Regions from separate parts of the Mus musculus genome. Here region 1 is linked to region 2. The links are chromatin contacts, called in public Hi-C maps. All regions are on one chromosome and are shown on one strand. Each heading gives the region's core, a stretch centred on a gene start, on an enhancer-like site or on the middle of the called end of the contact. The rest is flanking DNA. Distances are from core to core; before and after follow the strand shown.

Evidence for each region. A called contact is a pair of places that touch in the nucleus more often than the background predicts.
Region 1: a Hi-C map of embryonic stem cells shows a contact between it and region 2, with 2.6 times the contacts expected there. The contact joins two enhancer-like sites. A contact is called at or near these places in 3 of 39 promoter capture datasets (all in embryonic stem cells), 9 of 484 Hi-C or Micro-C datasets (differentiating embryonic stem cells and embryonic stem cells), 3 of 115 datasets of contacts at active chromatin or transcription factors (all in embryonic stem cells) and 3 of 9 other capture datasets (adipose tissue, embryonic stem cells and liver).

Annotation. Positions count from the first base shown.
Region 1 is chr5:26,799,047-26,804,951 of GRCm38.p6, reverse strand. No RefSeq gene overlaps it. Among named protein-coding and RNA genes, the nearest start is that of Dpp6, 250 kb to the left of the region's middle. Within about 2 kb of position 4,346, at least 3 of the 459 cell types and tissues checked have an H3K27ac peak or open chromatin away from gene starts, as enhancers often do. A contact at or near this core is called in embryonic stem cells, where this site is marked.
Region 2 is chr5:26,689,547-26,696,211 of GRCm38.p6, reverse strand. No RefSeq gene overlaps it. Among named protein-coding and RNA genes, the nearest start is that of 4930584F24Rik, 200 kb to the right of the region's middle. Within about 2 kb of position 4,006, at least 6 of the 459 cell types and tissues checked have an H3K27ac peak or open chromatin away from gene starts, as enhancers often do. A contact at or near this core is called in embryonic stem cells, where this site is marked.

The DNA.
Region 1 (5,905 bases), core at 3,097-5,596, 110 kb before region 2:
CATTTGGAATGACCTGCTAAAGGGAGAACTCCCAGGGAGTATCATGTGAACACCCATGTTTCCTTTTGTCTAGTACTTTTCAGTGGACATTTCTGATGCTCTATGCAAATCTTCATGGCAATAAGTCTTTTGAGTTTGCCAGTCTGATTTTTCACCTATAAGCAGGTTGGGTCAGGTGATGGCCTGAGGGTTTTTCCTGTATTCTCAGGAGGTTACACCTGCCCCTGGGTGGCCAAGTTCATGTCCCTGCTGGCAACCCTAGGTAAATGACCCTATCTTGAGCCCAAGGCAAGGTAGCTTTAGGGTACATGTAACCACTTGTCTTTTGTGGTCTCAGTGTCCACTGGTAACTTAGCCAACACCATCCTTGCTCTTGGTTGTACTTGAGTTATCTATCTCACATGGTATATGTGGGAAAGCCCTGGCAATGTTAGTTGTACTTGAGTTATCTATCTCACATGGTATATGTGGGAAAGCCCTGGCAGCATTGATTGGCCTTGAGTTATCTATCTCAGGTGGTATATGTGGGAAAGCCCTGGCAATGTTAGTTGTACTTGAGTTATCTATCTCACGTGGTATATGTGGGAAAGCCCTGGCAGCATTGATTGGCCTTGAGTTATCTATCTCAGGTGGTATATGTGGGAAAGCCCTGGCAGAGTCCACTCCTCACAAGCCAGCTGCTGCCTCTGTCCCTCTTAGGTTTTGTGCTTGAACCTAGGATTTAGATTTGATGTCACCCCATCTTTCTCCAAGTCTGTCATAGATGGTGGCAAGTATCCTCCTGTTGGCCTACTAGGTGATGCTGGTCCTTGTGTATATCTAACCATGGTGTGAAGATTCTCTAAAGAGCTTCCTTATATCTTCCAGGAACCCAGGCTTTTCACCATGCCCCTTCACTCGGGTCCAGTTTACACTACATGAGACCTCCCTCATTTCCTCACACAAGAATACCCATAATCAAGTCTGCTTATGCCAAATCCTGTGTCATGCCTGTTTTCTAAAGAGAGAAGAGCTGTATATTGTATTTCCTGCTTCCCCGGGGCAATCCTGACCAGTCTTGATAGTTATATGCAACATTTCTCTATTTATCTTTATAGAGAACTCTGGAATAAGGCATATTGCATGGAACAGGCTAACAATCACAGCCTTAATTTAGTTTTACAAAACCTATAGCAATTATAAATAAATAGAAGGATCCTCATATAATCTGCAGTTCAGAAAACTTCTATTTCATCTGGAAAATGAGAGGAGCCTGCCTATCTCTTAGTAAGGGCACAGATACTTTAAATAAATATTATGACCTTAATTGCCCTCCAATTAAAAAGAAACCATTGCAAACAGCACAAAAAATTTTGAGCTTTCAATTTGGAGTAGTATTTTTTGTTTTTTATTTATTTACTTTTCGAATGTTGTCCCCCTTCCCAGTTTCCCCTTCGGAAGCCCCCCTCCCATCTCCCTGCTTCCCTGCTTCTGTCAGGGTGCTCTCCCACCCACCCACCCACCCACCCACTCCTGCCCCACCACCCTAGCATTCCCCTACACTAGGACATGGAGCAATCACAGGACCAAGGGCCTCCCGTCCCATTGATGCCAGATAAGGCAAAACTCTGCTCCATATGCAGCTGCAGCCATAGGTCCCTTCATGTGTAGCCTTTGGGTGGTGGTTTAGTCCATGGGAGCTGTGGGAGGTTCAGTTGGTTGATATTGTTTTTCTTCCTATGGGGCTGCAAACCCCTTCAGCTCCTCCTGCCCTTCCCCTAACTCCTCCACTAGGGGTCCTGTGCTCAGTCCAAGATTGGCAGCAAGCATATTTTTAAGCCAGTGAATTGAAATTCCCTAGGTAGTAGATCTATGGATATGTATGTCTTGGCATTGTGAGACCTGGATCTAGTACCCTCATATACACAACTGCTTTCAAAGTGCGTTTATAAACTTCTAGACATTTCAAAGATGAAGGCACTGGTATTTTATTAACCCAAACACACACACACACACACACACACACACACACACACACACACACCACCCCTGCACATAGACACACACACACACCACACCTGCACGTGTACACACACACACACACACACACACACACACGTCTTCACTTAGTGTGTATTATCTCCTGATAGAGTGCTAGTTATTCTTTATAAAATAATGTGAATTTGCTTGACATTAGGAGATCTGTGATATGTGTGGAAGACATACAGCTGGATTTGCAATGTCCCCCCAAACTCTCATAAATTGGTCTCCTATTGATGGAATTATTTTGCAGGTACTGGGAAACTTTTAATAAGTGGTACTTGGCTAGAAGCAGTAGATAACAGAAGAATATATCATTGGGGGCCATGCCTTGGTCTGAGTCCTTCCTGTTTCTTTTCACTGCTTCTAGTCTGATCCAATATGCCAATCGTCTAAGCTTTTCTGTATCACCAAGCCCAGAAGAAAAAGACCAGTGGTTGTAAACTTAACCCTATCACATCAGGTACCGAAATAAGTCTTTCCTTCTTTTTAATTGCTTCTCAGGCATTGTTCATAATGGTAAAAAGTCTGACTAACACAATCGGTACCAGGAGTGAGGGTGTTGTGTCTTCCTAGATGTGTAGTTGGCAGGCCTCTGAAACTGGTTCCTAGAACTTAATTGGAAACATATGTACCAGCAGAATACAAAAAGCTTGGGATTTTTTAAATGGTGTGAGAGTTCATAAGACCAGAATACCTCTGAGATGATTATTCAAGCTTAGTACTCCATGTTACTGTTGTTTCTAAGCTCTATTAAAGCTTCATATGGGACAATCTACAACTGGGCAACGACTTGAGTGTCTGAAACCAGCTGATTGAATTCAGCATAAGATTGCCATTGTTTCCTTAGTGGGCTTTCCTCATCTGCCCCCTTTCTAAGTTTCTGATATATGCTAATCAATGTAGCCTGCCAGACTTATAACCTTTCCCTGCCCTTGGCTCCCTATTTTAGGAACTTTGCTCCTCAGTTTGGAACAGAGGCCTGCATCTATTCTAGTGTTTTCCCATTGTGCCTTCAGATACAATCTCTGAGACCTGAATGTTTCAATATAAACAGACCCATGGACTCCATGATTCTCATTCCCTAAAAGAAGGGTCAACACACACACACACACACACACACACACACACACACACGGTTGTTTAAAATTATGGCTGACTCCATTTACAGTGGAAGATCTGAAGTAACATAATGTAGCAACATGGAAAGTTCTCTCTCTTTCTCTCTCTCTCTCTCTCCCTCTCTCTCTCTCTCTCTCTCTCCCTCTCTATTCTTTTTCTCCATACAGGAAAGCATAATTTATGTAAAATTAATGAATTGCTACATTTTATAAATAAAATAATTAAGTCATTAAGATCCTTTCAAAATGTTGTTGATGTTAATGGAACTACTGGGACTCAGATGATTGATGGCTTCTGAATTGTTGGTGTGCTGAGTAGTGTTTACTATCAACTGCATGGAAACTAAAATCGCCTGAAAGATGGCCCTTTGAATATACATATGGGGGTTATCTTGATTGTATTAACTGAGATAGCAGAACTTGTCCACTATGGGCAGCACTATCCTCTGTCTGAGATTATCAACATATAAGTGGAGAACCAAGCTGGGCAACAGCTGACATTGGCTGGCTCTCTGCTTCCTGACTGGATATGATGTAAGATTCAAGCTCCTGATGCCTCAACTTCCCAACATGATGGACTGTACCTAGAACCAAACCAGGATAAAACCTTTCACCCTTGTGTAGCTTTTTGTCAAAACATCTAATCATAGCAGCAAAAGAAAAAAGTATGTACAATATTTTGGTAGAACCTTATTTGTTTGGCAAAAAACCTGGAGTGGTTCACTTTTGCTTTCTCTGTGAAGAAGGGTTTGAGTAAGTGAACCAATAGCATAAATAAAATTTACCTACCTAAGGAAAAGTTGTTTCTGAGTAATATTGACTATCAATTTGCTACTTAATTAACATTTAAATGAGAATTTAGCAGCCCTGCATGAATTCTCCATGTTGTGCAATCATCCCACCACCCAGCTCCAGATTTTTGATTCATGTCAGCCGAAACAAACTCTAGCTTTCTAATTATATGACCTTTATTTATTTCAAACTCTTCAGAAAATATATTAAACCACTGTTTGCAGTGTTCCAAAGTTAGATATATATTTAGATTCACCATTTTATGTCTTATTAAATTTGTTGACAATTTTTATACATATTTGTAATGAATTCTTATTACTATCAGCCTCTCTCTCTCTCTCTCATCCCCCACTCCCAGCCTGGCTGAGTTTCCTTTTTGCATAACAATTCCCCCACATCCATGCCTGTTTGTTCTCTTCTGTGATTCAATGACTTTAGCCAGGGCTGTTGGTGCCCACAGGATTGTAACTATCCACTGGAGTCTGGTGGATTCAGAAGCAGGTAAATAACGGAAGACAATGACTGGCCCTACCCCAGGACCCATCAGTAGCGTATCAGTAGACCAGCCAGAGGAGTAGAGCCATATGGGTCCCTCCCAAGTCTGTGATGTGGTTGACAAGCTGTGAGCAGGTGAACTTGGATGTTGTCACATGCTGTAGACCATTGCATGATCATGCCAGAGACAGCAGGATTAATGCTGACTGGGGCTAGGTGGAAGTTCCTTCGGGCAACAGAGACATTCTTTCTTCTTTGAGAACCTACGAGGAATGTTTCTAGTATCCCAGTCCATCAGCCCTGTGTAAGTAACAATGTAAAGAAAGAATTCACAGCCTGTTTTGGTAAATTAGTTTGGTCTTAGTAAAGCAAACAGTTAAGCAGAGAAAAAGCAGGCTGAGTGATTGACTGTGAAAGTTCAAATTTTTGTCACATGCTTGAGAGGCAGGAATGGGGCTCGGAGCCAGTATGTCTTAGCAGGTAGGGAATGCATCCTTTGTGTTATCTAGACCCAATTATTCCCTAACTGTATCTGCAGCTTCAGAACCACTTTGGCTTTGTTCTGGGTGTTGAGATGTGAGCACCCAGGAGATAGTTGACTACACATTTTTGCCCTGGATTTTCTAATATTAACAACCAGTGAATTCTCCAGCACTGTGTTAAAGGATGCTACTGGCCATGATCAGCAGGGGAAAGCCACACACAGAACTGTGTGAGCTGAGGCACTGGGAGCAGAGAGTAGCATGGTGACACCTGCCACCAAAGCATGGTGATGTGACAGCTGCCACAAGAACCAGCAGGTCTGCTTTTGTGTATCACAAGAGACTTGTAATCATCACTTTGATTTGCAAGGGTGGATAATACTGTCCAGTAAAAGTTTCCCATGAGAATCTATAAATTAACTTTGAAAATCCATGGACTGAAATACTTGTCAAGAACTTTATATTTTAAAACAATATGTGGGGCTAGAAAGATGGCTTGGCAGGGAAGGGTGCTTGCCCTGCAAACACATGCAGCTGAGTTTGAATCCCTAATACACAAAAGATCTGAGTGTGACTGCATGTGTTTATAACCCCAACATTGGTGGGTGGAGATAGCAGGATCCAGTGAGCTTCCTGGTCACTCTGCCCAGCCAAAGGGCAAGTTCTCAGTTGAGTGAGAAACCAATCCTCAAGGCACTCATATAGACAGTGATAAAGAATGTACTCAGCATCTCACTGGGGCCTCTTCATGCATAATCCCAAGGATTGTGCACACCTGTATCACTCACATGCAGGTTCCACAGACTTGCATAAAGCATATGTTTGAAATGATGTGCATTGGCTTTTAAAAAGCAAAAAGGACATCATGCTGAGATTGTATTGCTTACTTCTTAATTATCTAGGATAGACGTACAAGCAATGTCTCCTGGAGATGCTGAACTGAAAAAGTGTAAATTTTAAGGGGGTACTGCACCAGTTTCTTTTAATTCTTTTAAA
Region 2 (6,665 bases), core at 2,757-5,256:
CAACACACCAGAACTACTTATGTGAAACCTTTGTTACTAATTTTTACATTGTTACTAATGCAGAACGATTAATGCTGGCTAGTTGGAGCTAAGGAATTAGCAGTGATTAAGAAGAGACCAACATTGCTAAGGTGAAATCTTCTGGGAAGTGTTCCCTGAGAGCACAGAGAAGCTGTGTTCCAGAAGCAGCCACAGTTGTACCTTGTGTTGGAAGCCAAATTTGGTAATGTATACGAGTCACCCAGATGGTACTAATTTGAAACATGAAGTAGCTGATGTTTGGCACTGTGAGAAGCCAGGAGAGGCCATTGGCGAAGGTGCAGTCTCAGTGGCAGTTGAAGGCCCAGGACTGAAGGAGTCATGCAGAGGCTTAACACCATGAAAAGAGCCTATGAGAGGCTATTTGTGAAAGTGCAGTCCAGTTGTAGCAGAAGACAGCCGTACCATGAGATGACCATGAAGAACAGCAGCATCAGTGGAGTATAGGCAGCTAGAGCTTAGAAGACAAGGTATGTGCTATAAAGGAGAGACTGAAGAAGTGACCCAAGCCCTTGGAGGAGCTAAGAAGATTGTGAGTGGATCCCAGACACTGGGTAGTTAGAGTTTGATTTCAATTTTTATTATGACTGTGACCTGATATTTTCCCTCTTGAAATAAAAAGTATTTTAGTGGAGCCCACAGTTAAAAGACTAATTAGTGATCAAGTTAATTAGTGATCAAGGGGGGAAGGCCCAGCCCATTGTGGATGGTGCCATCCCTGTGCTTGTAGCCTTGGTTCAATAAGAAAACAAGCTGAATTTCAGAAGAGATTGGATATTTTAAAGTGAATACAATTTTAATATATAAGAATTTGTTAAGCTGTGGGACTTCTAAAGTTATTTTTATCTTAGGGATGAATAAGAAAGTAAAGGCTATGTTTGTGTGTCAAGTTGACAAGTGGTTAGTTGTATTGGCTGGTTTTGTGGGTCAATTTGACACAACTAGACTTATTACAGAGAAAGGAGCCTTGAAGAAATGCCTCCATGAGATCCAGCTGCAAGGCATTTTCTCAATTAGTGATCAAGGCGGGAAGGCCCAGCCCATTGTGGATGGTGCCATCCCTGTGCTTGTAGCCTTGGTTCAATAAGAAAACAAGCTGAGCAAGCCAAGGGAAGCACGCCCCTCATGGCCGCTACCTCAGCTCCTGCCTCCAAGTTCCTACCTTGTGTGAGTTCCAGTCCTGACTTCCTTTGTGATGAAGAGCAAAGTGAAAGTGTAAGCTGAATAATTTCCTCCCCCAACTTGCTTCTCAGTTATGATGTTTTGTGCAGGAAGACAAACCCTGACTAAGACACTGCCCCCAAACAGAATTCTCATTACTAAGATCCAAGTTCAAAGGTTCAGAAAAGGTACCATAAGCAGCAACTAAAAATGTCTTAGAAATGTAAAATTGGATGGGATCAGTGTCTGATCAAAGCACTTTTGGTGCTTCTGATTACAGCAGATAGTGAACATTAGAAAGCTACTTAGAGGTGGTCATGGAAACAACTAGGCTAAAACAATGCAGATGAAATATCAGACAAGAACAGTTAGTAAGAGGTGTTGTTAACATCTTCATCTCCCTTGCCATACTAGAAGCACCATGACCATTAGCAGGCCCCCTTGAGAAGCCAAGTGTAGAGACATCCCAGTCCCAGAAACTCCTGCTGAATCCAAGCTGCCTCTGATCTACTATTGCTGAGGCAACTCTGAGCTTTGCAAGAATAAATAGAATGGATTGTCAACAATAGGAAGATGAGCAGGCAGGACATGACTTCTGAGCAGGAGGCTCCTATTGGGCCTGATGATAGCACAATACCTTTGGCCTGGCTTTCAGATCTATGACATTCCGGGTATGTGACATGGTAGCCTTCTCATGAACTCGCTCAAGCCTCACTGTGGAGATGTGAACTCTCCCAGCACCAGCTCCATCTGTCATGCATATGTACAACCTGGTCATTGTAGAAGTCAACTTGCCAGTCCCAAGGGAGTTTCAGATCTTCTTGTCCAGAAGACAACTTGATCACCACTTTATGGAAGACCTAAACATGGAGCCATGAGAATCACAGGAGTTGGTGTTCACTGATGTTTTAAGCCTCTGAGTTCCGGGATGATTTGTTAGTCAGCAAAGGGAAGCTATGAAAATAAGGAAATAAAGCAAAGAGTATTCACACTGACAGGTTTGAACTTGGAGACGTAAGTGGAAAAGTCAGGTGTATAAAGATTTCAGATGAAATTGATTACAAACAAATCAATGTCACACTGCGAAGGCAAGACCACTCCAAACATAAGCACACCCTGGCCTTGGACAATGGCCCTTTCACTGCAAGATAAAGCCATAGGCTTAAAGTCATAAGACTCACCTGAGTTACTGATGTTTAAAAACAGTGCCTTGTCTTTGTGGTGATCACAACACTGTCTCTTTGTTGAGTAAGTAGCTGTAGGGGTCACTGTGTTAGAGAGCTTTCGTTGGGGTTGCTTGCTTTGTAATTAATAGGTATGTGGGGGTGGGGAATGATAATGCGGGCTCAGGTGCTTACTTAAGTGTTCAGGCTCTTGTGTGTGCATGTAAGCATGCATGCACATTTTGTGCTTGTATGTAGAGCCAGAAGTCAACCTCAAGTGTTCTTTTATGAGGAGCTGTGTATCTTGATTTTTATGACAGGGCTTCTTATTGAATTTAGAACTAGCTAAGTAAATAAACTAGGCTGGCCAGTGGATCCCAAAGGTCCTGTCTCTTTTCTAGGGTTGGGATTATAACTGGGCACCAAAATGCCTGGAATGCAAACTCAATTCTTATGCCGCAGAACAAGTACTTGCGACTGAGAGGTTTCTCCATCCCTTAGTAAACACTTCCTTGACACATCCTACAGTTATGCCTGCATTCTTTCACCTTAAGCTTCTCCTCTCTCATTTCCATGTGCACAGGAGGAGGCCTACAGCACTGAGCAGTCCAGGTCCCTAGTGGCTACTTTTCTGTCCCTGTCACTCCTTCCTTACTAATTGTAATTCTTCTTCCAGGAAGAATTCCTCCTCTTCCTCAATTCAGTCCTTTATTCAGTCCTTCATTTTTCTCAGAAAGGATTTATAAAGGTTTATGTATAATTTTGGTTATGACCGAGAGTCACAGCATATACTATCTTTCTCAGGTTGTCCCAGTTTGGTCATGGGTTGAGGTGGGTGTGGGTCTCCTTACAGCAGCTGTCCATCATCTTTCTACAAGAATTTTTCTATCTGGACTCCTTTTGCTCACTGTCTTACTCCTAACTTCGCTTAATATTCAAACTCATATTGTCATTTTTTAAGTAGACACTTGCGTATTAACATGTTACTGAATATGGATATTTAGGCTTACAAAGCGATATTTCAGGAATTCTACTGATTTTAAGTTCATGCATGGAGGCAAGTAAAGTGGGTACTAAGGTTATAAAGATGCCTTTCACAATTTCATGTCCTAATTTGGAAATTGGAAAAAAAGTGTATTGTATTTCATTAACTTTTGTTAGCATTTGTGAGAGTATGTATGCCATGCTGAGCATGTAGAGCTGAGAGGACAACCTGCAGGAATATGGATGTACCTATACACACTGTACCATTTTGGTGGGCCTCTCATTGGAGATTTTATACTCTTAATTATGTACTTTATTTATGTATATTTATGAATATGCATGAATATAGCCATGCGTGTGAAGATGCACAGGCTAGAAGAGGGCCATTGGGTCTCCTGGAGCTGGAGTTACAGGAAGTTGTATGCTGCCTGCCATATGTACTAGAAATCATACTCTGCTCCTCTAGAAGAGCAGCAAGTGTTCTTAACTGCTGAGCCATCTCTCTAGCCCTTGTGGTATATTTCAAAATGGAAATACTTTGTTTCTATTTAGGCATAGGGGAGGATGGGAAATTCCAGTAAGTCACCCTACTGTCAGCATCACAATAGTCAGACGGAACAGCTCCAGTGTGTCAAGAACACCACCTGGGGAGAAACAGCAGGCGTGCGTGCTACTAAGTCATATGCAAAAGACATGTGGAGAAGGGGCACTGGGTCGATGGGTAAGGGAGAGAATCCTACAGAATGGAAAGTCACCAGAGCATATCAGAGGAAGTAATGAAAACTTCCTTCCAAACAGACAGCTCAGAAAATGAGAGTCGATTTACAGTATCACTCAGGCTTCTCTCAAAAGCAAGAGACACACGCCACCCTTTCCAATCAGTTCTCTTAGGGAAAATATCTTGATGGATTGAGCAATTTCATTTTAAATATGCAGAAAACCATATCTGCTCATATATTTTTCAGAATGTTTTTCTTCTTGCATTAAGGAAGTGAAAGCATTGGTCAGAGAGTGGCTGATAGGTCTAAGGTTAGTTCATTCTCAGAAACAATAAAAAGTGTTTAAATCCTATAAAAATGAAAATTATTTGTAGCTATGCTGTGTTTTCCAAATACCATGACCCTTGGTTCCTAAGGTATTCAATAGTTATCAGCAGCTTGGTGCTTCTGTAGTGTCAACTCGGACAAAGACAAGACAAACAAAACAAAACACAACAAAAACAGAAATGAAGTGTGAGTTTCATAGCTTGCCCTGCTGTGGACTGTAATGCCCAGAGATCAGAAGCAGTCTTGGTGTTAAGCATTTTCCCATGGTCTCTGGTTCATTTTAGATTTTAGATGGATCACCTGCTCTTTGCCAGAATGTTCAGGCAACTGCTTCCTCTGCAGATCTGACAGAAGACATGCAGCAAATTTCTCTTCCCAGTTTTAAGACTTACTTTGTTCTTATTTACATGTCTGTGTGTGGTTGGGTTCATATGTGTTCAATGCCTGCTGAGGCCAGAAGAGGGCACTGCATCCTCTGGAGCTTCAGTTACAGAATTTTGTAAGCCGCCTAACATGGTACTGGGAACTGAGCCCAGGTCCTCTGCCTGGGCAGGCTGTGCTTTTACTCCCACACCCTGCCCACCTTACTTTTTGAGATGGGGTCTCTCCCTGTACCTGGAGTTTACACTTAGGCCAGGATGCCTCACCAGCACATCAGTTATCTCTACTTTCTCAGTGCTGGGATGACAGGTATACTTTTATATGAGTGCTGGGGATTTGAACTCTGATCCTCAAGCCTGTTGGGTATGTATGTTATTGGTTATTGACGGATCCAACAAGGCAGCTCAAGAAAAGATCACTTTTACAATTAACTAGTAACATTGAAAATGTCCTAGGTGTATCTGTGAAGCTTAAAGTACAAACCCTAGCAATGGCAATGCTTCCATAGCAGAGTGGCTTCCTTGGGAGACATGGGGCTGCAGCAGCAGTATCACCTGCTCTAGTCTTCTGTGTGCTCTTTACAAAGACAGCCAAGGAGAAAGGCTCTGCTCAAGAACAGACTGGAAGCCTTAGATCTTGAGAATGTGGGTTCAGACTCTGATTCTGATTCTAACCTGTCATTTTGAGCAATTTCCCTTATGAGACTGCTATGTAAGGGACAGAGGAGTATTCGTGTCTGCCCACAAGGTCAGAACCTATTGAATAGCAACAGATTCTCTCCACAGCATGCTGGTTTCAAAGGCAGCCATTTACCAGGCAATTCTGCCTTCTTGGTCACCCTGCCAAGGTGGACAGAGCTTCTTTTATTCCAACCTTAATAATTAATATAACTAGCATCATATACTATGTAGTAACTATATCTGTACATATGTATATTGTGGGTTACAGAATGGCTTCAAAGTGTTAAAGATAGTAGAGTAGAACTCAAGAGGCTTCAGAATTTGCCATATAGAACTGTAAATGGAGTCTCTTGATGAGATAGAGGACGGACCTGCAGGTAGAAGAAAAGATACCAGTAGCAGGCGACTGTCACAGGGCTGAGAAGATGCTGTAGAGTTCATTCTAGCTGCAGGTGTTGGGAAGGGAGGGGGCTGGGTCCAGATGAGGGAATGTGTCAAATAGATGGTCAGAGGTCATGATGGACAAACAGAAGGTCACCAGTGGCCATGGACATTAGTCCTACTTCACATTCTTGCACAGTAGTCAACTCCTAGGTTTTCACCCCCGCATCCCTTGTCTCCTGCTTCCTGGGGAACACAATGTAAAAGTGCACTCACTCACCCCTAAGGAAGTCCTTGCCGCCTTTATCTCCTATTTCATTCACTCCTGCATTGGCTGCTGCCTGAGTCACCAGCAGCTTGTCCTGGGCCCCTAATCAGTCTCTTGGCTCTTAGCCCACTCCCTTTAGTCTATTCTCAAACTGCTTCCGTTACAAGCCTGTTAAGATTTCTGGCACCTCCTGTCCCAACCACTCTCAAAGTATGAGTCTTTGGCTGTGACATAATGAACAGAGCCTTCATCCCTCTTCTACCCAGACTCTCTCATCATCTCAGTCAAATATATCCTAGTGTAATAAACAAGTTCTTAGGCCTAGTTTCTCCAATGATTTTAAAACACCCACATGCGTCTTCTGCAGTCTCAGTTCCCACCAATAAATTTACATTTATTGCTGCAGCTTTTCTACTCCCAGGAATGAGCCACTTAAGTCTCTGATGCATGTTGGAGAGATGCTGCTCTTTGCATGTCTGCAATCTAAGACACACTAACACTCTCTACCATCTGAATCCTTGCAGTTGCTTGTTCTTTTGCACAGCTGCACCATCCTTCCAGT